2 separate regions of the Delphinus delphis genome follow, and region 1 is linked to region 2. Evidence: chromatin contacts called from public Hi-C data. All regions are on one chromosome and are shown on one strand. Each heading gives the region's core, a stretch centred on a gene start, on an enhancer-like site or on the middle of the called end of the contact. The rest is flanking DNA. Distances are from core to core; before and after follow the strand shown. Region 1 holds the start of NEMP1 (nuclear envelope integral membrane protein 1). Region 2 holds the start of ATP5F1B (ATP synthase F1 subunit beta).

Evidence for each region. A called contact is a pair of places that touch in the nucleus more often than the background predicts.
Region 1: a Hi-C map of muscle shows a contact between it and region 2, with 4 times the contacts expected there. The contact joins the promoter of NEMP1 here to the promoter of ATP5F1B in region 2. A contact is called at or near these places in 2 of 3 Hi-C or Micro-C datasets (lung and muscle).

Annotation. Positions count from the first base shown.
Region 1 is chr11:44,658,050-44,664,170 of mDelDel1.2, reverse strand. It overlaps NEMP1 (nuclear envelope integral membrane protein 1), which reads left to right and starts at 1,714. Exons shown (of 9, transcript XM_060026288.1): 1 at 1,714-1,852. The coding sequence starts at 1,726.
Region 2 is chr11:44,363,380-44,369,930 of mDelDel1.2, reverse strand. ATP5F1B (ATP synthase F1 subunit beta) reads left to right here and starts at 5,118. Exons shown (of 10, transcript XM_060025023.2): 1 at 5,118-5,277; 2 at 5,741-5,923; 3 at 6,166-6,340. The coding sequence starts at 5,151. LOC132434627 (small nucleolar RNA SNORD59) reads left to right here and starts at 5,994; the gene lies at 5,994-6,068.

The sequences.
Region 1 (6,121 bases), core at 465-2,964, 300 kb before region 2:
GACCTCTTTAGGTCAGCTAGGGGAGTGTGTGGTGTATGTATATGAGAGACATAGGATGACCACTGCAGCCAGGGGTGGCCTTGACTTTTCTGAGGATGAAATTTCTTCTCTTGCCTATGGCTCAGCCCCATTTTGACTCTTAAAAAAATCCTTTGTTTTGAAAGCTTGAACCTTCCCAGCAGTTACCTCCTTCCATGACTTCCCCCTTAACTCACTAGCCTCCATTATCTCTAGTATTCCTAACCACCACTATCAGATCCTCTAAAAAATAAGATGCTTCAATTTCGACTAACATTTACTGAACACCTGCTATGTGCTAGGCATTCTGCTAGGCCCTCACTGTGTAAATCATTTAATGGGAAGCGCCTGATGCGCAGAAAGAACCCAGGCTTTGGGGTAAGACTTGGGTTGGAACCACAGCCCAGCCCAACGAATTATGCAATCTTAGGCAGGTTCCTTTGCCTGTCTTAGCCTTGGCTTCTTCATAAATGAAGCTATTTATCTCACAGGATGTTGTGAGGAATAAAAAAGTTTCTCTTAATATTCACATGCATTTTGCTTCCAACAAAAACTACCCTATGACCACATTTTAAAATTAATTTATTTTGTCTGTGTTGGGTCTTCGTTGCTGCGGGGGCTTTCTCTAATTGCGGCAAGCGGGGGCTACTCTTTTTTTTTTTAAAGAAACTGCTTTTTATTTATTTATTTGTTTATTTATTTTTGGCTGTGTTGGGTCTTCGTTTCTGTGCAAGGGCTTTCTCTAGTTGCGGCAAGCGGGGGCCACTCTTCATCGCGGTACGAGGGCCTTTCACTGTCGCGGCCGCTCTTGTTGCGGGGCACAGCTCCAGACGCGCAGGCTCAGTAGTTGTGGCTCACGGGCCTAGTTGCTCCGCGGCATGTGGGATCTTCCCAGAGCAGGGCTCAAACCTGTGTTCCCTGCATTGGCGGGCAGATTCTCAACCACTGCGCCACCAGGGAAGCCCCGTATGACCACATTTTTAAACGTTAATGTTTATTCCTTATAAAACTGTCAACACAACTTTCTGTCACTTCCCTTCTAAATCATTTAGGATTTTGGAGGACACAATGTCTTAAGTTTCCCACAGTGACAAGATCGTGGTGAAAAGAAAGGAAACAGAGGGAACCTGAGCCAATTTCGATGGAAATATCAAGTTTGGTAAAAAAGAGTTAACTCCGGGGCTTCCCTGGTGGCGCAGTGGTTGAGAGTCCGTCTGCCGATGCAGGGGATAGGGATTCGTGCCCCGATCCAAGAAGATGACGTGCTGCGGAGCGGCTGGGCTCGTGAGGCAGGGCCACTAAGCCTGCGCGTCCGGAGCCTGTGCTCCGCAATGGGAGAGGCCACAACAGTGAGAGGCCCGCGCACCGAAAAAATTTGATTTTCTATTGGTTAAGCTTACCATCAATCGCGCCAGTTGTAAATAAACTGGAGACGGAAGCATGTTGTTAAGGGGTGGGATCTTCCTGTCGCCATTGCTAATATGAGAATCAGTTTTCTAATAGGCTGAAAGCTGCTTCTTTCCGCCCTCGCGCATCAGTTGCTAAGAGGCGGGACTATAGGGTCCATAAAGGACTGAAGACTCGAAGCCTCGCCCGTCCGATTGGTTGGTAGGGGGCGGGTCTTGTAGCGGATAGGCTGCTGGCCCTGCCAGTTCCGGGTTAGTTGCTGGGGAGGGGCACGTGAGGAGGAGGTGGCGTGAGGAGACCATGGCGGGAGGAATGAAAGTGGCGGTCTTATCTGCAGTTGGTGCCGGGCCCTGGAGCTGGGGGGCCGGGGGCGGTGGTGCAGTGCGACTGCTCCTGGTCCTCTCCGGCTGCTTGGTCTGCGGCTCAGGTACCGCCCGGCAGCAGCAGCCGAGGGAGCGGGTACCGAGGGGTTATATTTAGAAAAGTGGGGAGCGTCCCCAGGGCGTGGGCCGTTATTCTGACGGGCGCGGGCGTGGTGCGAAGGAAGAAGCTTCATCCTTGGCGAACGGGCGCCGGCACTGAGGGACCAGGGCCCTGGGGTGGCCTGCGGGAGCTACCCAGAGTGGGGAGGAGCTTGAAGCCTTTTTGGCGGAGACGGGGAGGCCTGCATTGGGTGAGAAGCGGTCCTGGGGGCTGCATCCTGCTGCATGGGCCTCCTCGATTTTTTTTTTTTGTTGTTGTTCAAAGGAAGGTGACCCGAGGACCGAATGGACAGGCAGAGCTGCCACTGGGAAGGGAGCATACCGTTCATTCAGAAAATTAGCAACACCTGAGCGTATGCTGTCAGGACTCGGCATGGGTGGCTGAACAGATAATTATAGTTCACTGAAATGCAGTGAGCTCTTTCAGTATCTTACGCCTTTGTAAGATCCTGGCTCCAACCGGCCCTATAGAACCGACCTGGAGCCGTTAAATTCCCGTTTCCAAAAACGCTAGTCAGTATCGAGTAGTTTTCTTTTGGAAATTTATTCATTCCTCAAGCAGACTTTCTTGATGCCTGCTACTGCATAATTGGCTCTGGACTGGGATGAAATTGTTTTCCTTTAACGCTCTAATTCAGAAAACCTAGACTGTGTTTGTAAAAAAAAACCTCCTTCTACCCTTGTTAAGTGCACAACAGAAAGATAAGCGATGTTTCCAAGCTTCCACTGGAGGGAGTAGAGACTCATGGGGCTAAGGAGAATCGTATCTTGTAAACACATATGCTCTCTCACCTTTCCGTCGTTTGCTGCCTATCTCTTGCTGTCACTTATGATTATCCTTAGCTGCAGCTTTAAGGTTATCTCAGGATCCATAGAACTAGTTTCAAACTGCAGCGTCCTTCTGAAACGGTTTTTATAGGGAGAGGGGAATAGGTAACCAAGAAGGTACTTTTCCAGGGGCAGGGCCCAGAGTAACATTTGAAGGGCTACATATGATCTGAATGAACTTTGACCAGATGTTTAACCTTAGAGGCTGTGTATTGTGGAAATGAAAGAGAATATTTATATCAAAATGCTCCCACGTAGTCCGTGCTCTATCAGCAGGCTCAAAGTTTCTTTAATAAGGAGAGGAATGGGGACTTTTTGGCTTGGAGAAGGGTAAACTTGGGATACGTGTTCTTTGTGGCCTAATAGATCATGTAGGTGGCAGCTACAAGGAGACAATCATGTAATAGAGTAGAACTTTCTAAAAGTGGGATCTACCTAAAGAGAGAATGGAGTACTTCAAAAGGCAGGGAGTTCTTTTAGACCATTTGGCAAGTACAATTAAGTATAAGGAAGTAGAAAAATCACTTACTGTTTATTCCATTCAGAGGCAGTCCGTTAAAGCACGCTTTCTTCTGGTCTGTTTCCACATGTTTTTAATTAAAATTTTTTTTTGAATTGATAATATATTCATAAACTTGTCAGCACTTCAGTTCTCTTCCCTGGAGGCCACCAGTTGCTGCCAGAGATAGTTTTCTCATATGGTTTTGTAGCATAAACATTTTCCTATGTCATTTAAAATTCTTCATAAATGTTATTTTTAGTTTCATCCTGTGGACAGATTTTTTTTTTTAGGATAGATTCTCAGAAATGGATTTATTTAATCAAAAGTGAAAATATATTTAAGACCCTTGAAACATCTTGCTAAAATATTTTTCTGAAAAGGTGTGCCGGTTTATACGATTATCAGCTATATTTGCTTGTGACCCATTCCCTTGCCAGCATTGGATATTCCAGACAGAAACACCTTTGCTAATTTGATAGATTGAAAGCGGCATCTTAATTTACTTTGCATTTCTTGCATTATTTGTGAGGAAGCATCTTTCAAATATTAATTAGTTATTTAATTTTCTGTTTAGAGTTTACATTTTTTGGAGAGTGTGTCCTTTGCTCTTGGCCTATTTATTGTGATTACTGTTTATTGGGATGTTTGTGTACTTTTAAAATCAGTTGATGAACTTTTTAATATTTTAAGGATGTATATTTTTATAATCTATTTATTACAGAACTTTAATTTGCCCCCTTTATCTTTTTAAATAGAAGATTTATATTTTTTATGTGATCACTTGATTTTATTCTTTAGATTTATTTCCATTGCTTTTGTACTTGAAGATTCCGCCAAAATTAAATTTTTGTATATGTATATTTTGTGGTACAATTTAATTATTTTTCATTTTACTTTTTAATCAGCGGTTAATGTTAGTATTTGGTGTGAGGTGAGTATCTAGATAGATTTTATTTTCCAAATAACTAGTCAGTTGTACCAGCATCACATTGAATAATCCTTTGCTAAGCCCACTAATTTAAGATGCTAGTTTTTAAGGAGCATTTTAAGATGCTTTTAAGTATGAACTGGATTACCTCTTGACAGAAATGAATAGAGGCTATTTAAGAATTAGAAGAGGTGGTTTTTCATAAATTTTTAGGGTCTTTTCTGGTCCTCACATACTATGAATCATTTTCATTACCTTCTACCAGTAGATGTTAAATGATCAGTGTTGTTGATTGATGAATTATAAGTAAATACGAAGTTACTAACTTTTAAGTAGCTGGTTTATGGGAAAATACAATAAGCAAGTTGTGATTCACTAAATTCCAAGGAGGCATTTTCTAAGAAGAACTAGATCTTTGGGCTCAGAAGGCATTTTTTAAATGTTTAATTTATTGTGCTTTTTAACATGCTGGCTAACTCACTTTGGGGAGGGGAAGGAAAGTGTTGTGTATGTCCTTTTGCTATGGGAAGCACAAGATTGTAACATGAGCATTTTGACAGCTTGTATATATTGAAGGTAATTGGTGTAGTTCTATGTTTTTCTAATAATTTAAGCTATAGCTGGAGTGGTGATTGTTTGCACAGATTATCCCCTTAGGCTGATTTGGTGTGTTTTCCCTCTCAATGAATTTCCAAAGATATGGCTGGCCAAGGTGCTGATTTCTGTAGGAGATTGGTGTTAGAGAGGTTTGTTTGTTTATTTACAGTGCTTTCCTTTGAATGGTGTGGAACTTGGGTAAAGGAAGGTTTAAGAAAATGTTGCTTGTTAAATTATATATTTATTTGTCCGTGGGATCTTAGTTCCCTGACCAGGGATAGAACCTGCGCCTCCTACAGTGGAAGCACGGGAGTCCTAACCACTGGACCGCCAGGGAATTACCCCCAAAATGTTGCTTTTTATAAAAGTTTTATTCCTTTAGGAAAATGACATTGAAGAATTTTAAAATTGGTTTAAAAATACTGATGTCTGTTCTTGGCATTAAATTTTTCAAATCTCCTGTGCTATTGACATATTATTTGTATCTTACTACCCTCTTGAAAATAATAATGGGCTTAAAGAGATGTTGTGTTATATTACTTGGTGCTGTGGGAGAAAGGAGTTAATAAAGTGTGACTCTTAGGTTTTTTAAAATTTATTTGTAAATACACAGTTTTAAACTTTACATAATCTTACTCTCTTACAGTCTCCAGAAGAAAATAAACTCTTGATCCATATTTGTGAGTGGGTGTTCTTTCAGTATATTTGGGCTTCCTAGTGAAACAAATGTCAATAGGATTTTGAAAGGGTTTCATTTTATGAAAAATAGGCTTGGAGGAAATCCAAATTACTATTGAATTAAACCCTAGTGAGAGATTGATAGATGAGGTTCAGGACATACTACTCCAAAATATGGCACCTTGGCATATTGAATATTTTAAGCTGAGGGAGTTTGAGAAAACAGCAAAGCCGAAAAGTCACTCTGACCTCCCGCACTTTGCCCTCCTTCCTTGAAATAGGCCATGAAATCCTCATGTGAGAGGTGTCCTCCCTATACCTGGAGGAAAGGAGCATCCTTGTCTTCGAAGACAAAGGGGCATGAAGAAGAATCCTAATAAACAGGGCTTGCTCAGTTTCCCCCACTTTACTACACTTACCTCATACTTAACCTTTCGTTCCTCTGCAAATGTCCACTTTTCGTCAAACCTAGCATAAAAGTACGTGGGTCTGTTTCTTTGGGTCTTTATTTCCTTAGAGGTTTTCATGTCACATAAAAGATATGAAATAAATTTGTATGATTTTCTCCTGTTAATATGTCTTTGTCAGTTTAATTTTTGGACCCAGCCAGGGACCCAAGACGGTCAAGGAAAACTTTTCCTCCCCTGCAATATCAAGACTGAATTTTAAAATATTGAGATA
Region 2 (6,551 bases), core at 3,869-6,368:
ATCCAGAACTCTAGCTTAAATTTCTTAGCCTCAAATCCAGTGACCCTGACTTCCATACTCTCCTTAGCACCACATTCCTGTGGCTGTATCTCATCACAAGTTTAGGGGTGATAGCTGTAAAGCTGCTTCCAATACAGTTAACACCCTCCATGAGGAGTATACCTCCCTCCCTCAACCATTGGTTTTTTTTTTTTGTTCTCACAACTAATTAGCCTCATAGCTCTAGTTTTTTCCGTAGAACTAGACCTTGGTGGTTCTCGGACAATCAAAATCATGGGACTATGTGGATTCATCAGTCCCAGCCCTCAGATGGGCTTTCGTATAGTAGGTGATGTGGGGCCCAGGAATTTGCAATTTAACTGATACTTGACAACGATTGAAGTATGATCCCGGCTACCAGCATGAGTCTCCCCTAGGAACTTGTTAGATACATAAATTTCGGGCACGCGCACAGACCTACTAAATGAGAAATGAGACAGTAGAGTCCAGTGATCTGCCTTAAGCCCTCTAGGTGATTCTGATGTGTGCTGAAGTTTGACATCTTCTCTTTTAGATCTAAAAGGCAGATTCTGAATTAGTCCTGCTGAGGTATCAGCTCCATCCAATGTGACTTTTTGTGATGCAATGTTCTGTACCTCTCCATTGTCTGATAAAGTAGCTGCCAGCTGCATAGAGCTGGTAGGGATCTGGAATGTGGCTAGTGTGACTGAAAACTGAATATTTAATTTTATACTAAATTTAATCCCGTATAGCTAATGATTACCATAGATAAAGCAGAGCTAGGTGATTCTGATGCTGGTGGTTCCTGGCCCACTCACTGAAAAAAAAATTCAAATTCTTATTAATGATAGGAGGAAATCCTCCAAGAATGATACAGAATGTAAAAGCTACAAAGGAAAGTTTAAAAAGAAAATCTAATATTAAAAGTAACATGGGTCAGGAGTTCCCTGGCTGGCCAAGTGGCTAGGACTCCGCATGCTCACTGCTTAGGGCCCAGGTTCATTACCTGGTCGGGGAACTAAGATCCCACAAGCCGCGTGGTGTGGCCAAAAAAAAAAAAAAAGACATCAAAAGGTAACTGAGGTTAAAAAGTAAGTGATATACTTGAATAAAATATTTACAACATTGAACAAAGCATTTGAAGAGCACTAATCATGACAAGTCAATAGAAAAGAATGGGCAAAAGGTAGAGATAGGTAATTCACTGAAGAAATAAAAATGACAAAGTATTGTCTTAGAAATTAGGGAAATGCAACTTGCGTCAATAAAGTAATTTCATACATTTAGTATTAGGCCCTTTTTTTAAAATTTTTAGGCACATTTTTAAAAAAAAGTTTCGGCAAGGATTCTGGGAACCTGGGAAATTAGCAAAATGTTTTAGAAGGCATTTGGCAGAATCTCATTTAAATGAATATAATTTTAGGAAATTCCCTGGCGGTCCTGTGGTTATGATTCTGAACTTTAACTGCATAGGGCCCGGGTTAGATCCCTGGTTGGGGAACTAAACCCCACATCCCACAAGACTTGTGGCATGGCCCAAAAATAAATTAAACGAACATAATTTTATGCCAGCATTTTATTTCTAGGAATCTAAAGGTAGTAGTAGATGGTGTACTCAGATGTTTACAAGATATCCTTTTTTTCATTCAGTACTGCATGTAATAGCCATTTGAAACAATCCAAATAACCATTAATGGAGTAAAATAAGTTATTACACATTTTTATGGCATGAGGTGTAGCTGCAGTCAATAAAGTTAAATGTACTGACACAGAAAGTTCTCCAAAACATAAAGATTAGAAAACTTAAGCTTTCTGTAGTGTGCTTCCACTGAAGTTTCTAAAAATTGGAAGTGCACATGTTTTATGTACATGGATGGATAGAAAGTAATGGATGTGTGCAAAACGTTTTTAGTGGTTATTTCTGGGAATGAGATTTGGGTTGTGAAAGGATTTATTCTAATCCTGTATACTTAGAATTTGTTCATGTTTTACTTGTGTTAAAAAAAAAGTGGTTTGACAAGAGAATATTGAAATTTTGAGGTAGAACTTGAGTAGGATACTTACATGAAATGTCAGTGCTAAGCTAGTTGGAATTGAAGAGATTAAAGAACTCTGAAGCTAGGGTATTGATTGGATTATTTTCCTGGAATTTGAAATCACTCAAGATGATTGTCAAGAAATACGGTAGAGACAAAGACATTTTACTATTTCGCAGAGTAGTGAAAGAATGTGGAACATGACCATTATGGATGGCAGTAAAATTGGTAGGGAATTCCCTGGCGGTGCAGTGGTTAGGACTCTGTGCTTTCACTGCCGAGGGTTCAATCCCTGGTCGGGGAACTACGATCCCGCAAGCCATGTGGCGCAGCCAAAAGAAAGTTGGAAAATGCCATCTTCACCTTAAGATAGAATTCATAAGGTTTTCAGCCATGAATTGTGGGGTCAGTCATTTGGAATTAACTTCAGGTAAGAAACCAGTAGGACCAAAACATGTCAGAACTCTAAAATAGATGACATTATTCAGAAGTACTGTTGTTAAGGCCTATCTCAAACCAAGCTAATCAAGTTTATTTACTTTTATTTTAGACAGTATTACTTATAAATTTAGCAGGTTATCTGATTTCAGAAGAGGACTTGAGGTTGCTGGGGCCAAACTGACAGCAAAGAAGTTAGAAAAATCAATTTACAAAGTTGAGCATAGTGGAGAAATATGCCTCGGTAACATTGAAAGCATTTAGCGTTGCATTTTGGTACAAAGATTTAATTATAACCCAGCTGCCCAAAGAACAGTTAAATTTCCTGATAATCTGCTAAAAAGACAAATGTGTAAATACATTTCAAAAAGTGATGAGCCTCAGTTAACCTGGAAATTTAGGTCGAAATCTTCACTTTGAAACTTCGATTGTCAGTTTAAATGTTTAACGGTTAATAAAATTTTGGCCACGACCAAAATTGGTGATACAAAACCAAAGGATCTTAACACTATGTCAATAGTAAGTAAAAATACTAGCCAACACAAAGACAGTGCTAACTATGTGCCAGACGCCAGACATTGTTCTAAATGCTTCTTTTCACATTGTAATGTACTTAATTTTTGAGACGCCCTTATGAGATTATCTCATAATGAGGAAAGTGATATACAGAGATTTTAAACTTAGTGAGTTTAGTAAGTGGCAAAAACAAGATTTTAAACCCAGTCTGGGACTTCCCTGGTGGTCCAGTGGCTAAGATTCTGTGATACCAATGCAGGGCGCCTGGGTTTGATCCCTGGTCAGGGAAATAGATCCCACGTGCCACAAGTAAGAGTTCACATGCTGTAAATCCCTCATTCTGTAACCAAAAAACTCCCGTGTGCTGCAACTAAGGCCCAGCACAGCGAAATAAATATTTTTTAAAATTAAAAAAAAACACAATATGGCTCCAGTAGCAATACTCTTTTAAGTATCTTATCCTATCTATAGAAACTTCAACTCTAATAGTCGAGGGAGGCAAGTGAAAAATATATAGGTCCCTATTAACTGGGATGCTGCCCAGCATAATGGGAAGAGCACAAATTGCAAAACAAAAATGTATATCCTGCATCCATTGAAAGTACCTTTGACCCCACATTACCGTGGAATGAATTCCTAGTTGCCAAACCCAGTTCTTTACAGCCCTTATTTTATAGAATGGTTATGTGATTTATACTATTGACCACTTTCTCTTTAACATTCTCTATTTTTGATTCTTATACTATGTTCTTTGGTCTTTTCCTTATTCCTCTGCTGCTTCCTTACATAGTTTATTTTTTTCTACCTGCCCCATACATGTTGCTGTTTTCTTGGGTTCTTTCCCTCTTACTAGGCAAGATTACCAAAGACACTTGAAATTTAACATTCTCTTCTATTCCTGCTTTCTCCTTTACATTCTCTGATAGTTCTTGCTGTCAAATAGGAAACTTTCACTATCACGCATAAAAATGAGAACTAATGTGTGCTGGCCAGAGAAAGTCTGGGGAACTAGCTTCATGCTGAACTACTCCATTTAGCCATGTTTGTTCTAATAGATTAAGGGTCTCCCCCACCCTGCCCCCAAATACCTTGAATAAAGTCAATACTATAGAAAAGGATGTCCTGTTTATTTTACCATTTTTCATGCTCAAGGACCACACACCTACCACTGCCCAGCCTCCGCTCCCATCTGAGACCCTGAGAACTGGTTCTGGCTTCTCTCTATACTCATCTCTTTACTATCTTTTTTCCCTTTCTCACCTCTGACCTTCCTCACCTACAGTTCCACAAAAGGAACATGCTGTTTAATGCAAATGTGTGCTTGGAATATTCTTCCTTCCTACTTTACCCTAGGAATTCTACTGATGTTTTGCGACCAATCTATCAGCCTCCTCCACCTAGAGACAATTCCTCCTACATTTCTAGATGACCCAAATTTATCCCCTCCTTCTTCCTCCATACATTTTACCCTATACTAACCAGGACCCATCACACTTGATTGCATTTTTTACTCATCTGTCTTTCATTAAAAGAGGTCCTAAGTCTTACTTATCTTTGCCTCCTCAATGCCTAGCACACATTTGTTAAACGACTGGTTACATGAGTTTCTTTGTAGCTTTAATTCTGTCTGGATTCCTGACCTATCTGAAAGCTTCCAATCTCGCTAATTAGAAAAACCGTTTGCCCCTAGAGAAGGATCCTAACAGACAAGGTCAGTCAGTGGTGCTTCACGACACCACCACTTCCCTAACCCCGCCCTTGAGACTGTCACCTAGCTCAAGGTCCTATCTAAGGAGAGAGCTCAAGGACAGCCAGTTACAGCCAAAGGGCTTCCCCACAGGAACTCGGTCCCTTTCCTAAACGCAGTTCCGCCAAGTACTCTCTCCAATTGACATCCCTGTTGTCCAATTATGTTTCGAGGCTCTGAGGGTTGCACCTAACCAGACACTGTCCAATAAAAAAAAAGCAATTCAGATTAGCACCAATTTTGGCCAATGGTTGAGAAGATGAGAGGTTATTAGCCTATAGGAGCAGCGCTGAGAGTGATGAGCAGCAAGATCATCCAGTGGCCATGCCTACTGCAGGGTGGGCCTCGCCCCCCAACTGTGGGGAGTTGGAGGCTAGACTGCTGCAGGGATCAGTCGCCACCCGGGCTCCGCCATGTTGGGACTCGTGGGTCGTGTGGCCGCTTCCACGGCCTCTGGGGCCTTTCGGGGACTCAGCCCTTCAGCGCCGCTACCTCAAGTCCAGCTCTTACTGCGGGCCGCTCCGGCAGCGCTGCATCCTGGTAAGTGCCGTGCTTTAGGGGCTGGGTTCGTTTCTGCCGTCCCATGACCTTGAGCCTGGGGCCGGTAGTCGCTTGGGCCTAAGGGATCTGTGGTGCTAGAAGGACGCCAGGGCCAGCGCCCTGCCCTCTAACGGCGGGAAAACAAGAACAGGACCGATCTAATTCCGTCTCATTTTGGAAGGGGGCGTTGTGTGACGGAAAAGTGTGGGCAGGTGCATTGACCTTCCCGTGGAATGGGGGCACCGAGCCCTCGAATAATGGGGTTTTGTGCAGGAGGATGGGAAGATGGTGCAGGCTCTTTCTCCGCTTCCAGTGCGGCCCTCCCTCTGGACCCGCCTTCCGTGCAAGCGGAAGGAGGTCGGGCCTGGGCTGTATTAACCAGTACTTGCAAGTTATGTCGGGGTTTCCGATGACCTTTAACTGTCCTAACCCCAGCTGCTTCCATATCTTTTTTGTCTGTTAGCCAGAGACTATGCCGCTCAAACATCTCCGTCGCCAAAGGCAGGCACCGCCACTGGGCGCATCGTGGCGGTCATTGGTGCAGTGGTGGACGTCCAATTTGATGAGGGACTGCCACCCATCCTAAATGCCCTGGAAGTGCAAGGCAGGGAGACCAGGCTGGTTTTGGAGGTGGCCCAGCATTTGGGTAAGTAGAATGTGTTAGGAATAGTAAAGATCTTGTTTGACCGAAATATCCCCCAAAACTAAGCTGTTTTCCTTCTATGATGATTTTATCAAAATGACTTTCGTTCTTCTGAGTTTGCTGAAGCCACATTTACGTACTGAGAAGGAGTCTTGGTTGACTTAGGTGTTCAATGCCAGTTACACTTCATTAAATATCATGAAGCCAGTATGTCCTGTATAACCCTGCAATGCTTTATCTGACAGGTGAGAGCACAGTAAGAACCATTGCCATGGATGGTACAGAAGGCTTGGTTAGAGGCCAGAAAGTCCTGGATTCTGGTGCACCAATCAAAATTCCTGTTGGCCCTGAGACCTTGGGTAGAATCATGAACGTCATTGGAGAACCTATTGATGAGAGAGGTCCCATAAAAACCAAACAGTGAGTATCCCCCTCTTGTTGCATCTACACAGAAAGGAACTGTTTTTCCTAGCAGTTTTATACATTAAGGTGACAGCCTCTACTATAGCAGAATTTTCTTGCAGAGAATACTTAAAGTACCAATATATTCATTTATTAAAACCACACAATGCAGCTTCTTCTGAAGAAAATTAATGATGCAGAAGTTCTGATGGTAAAAAAAAGAGAGAAA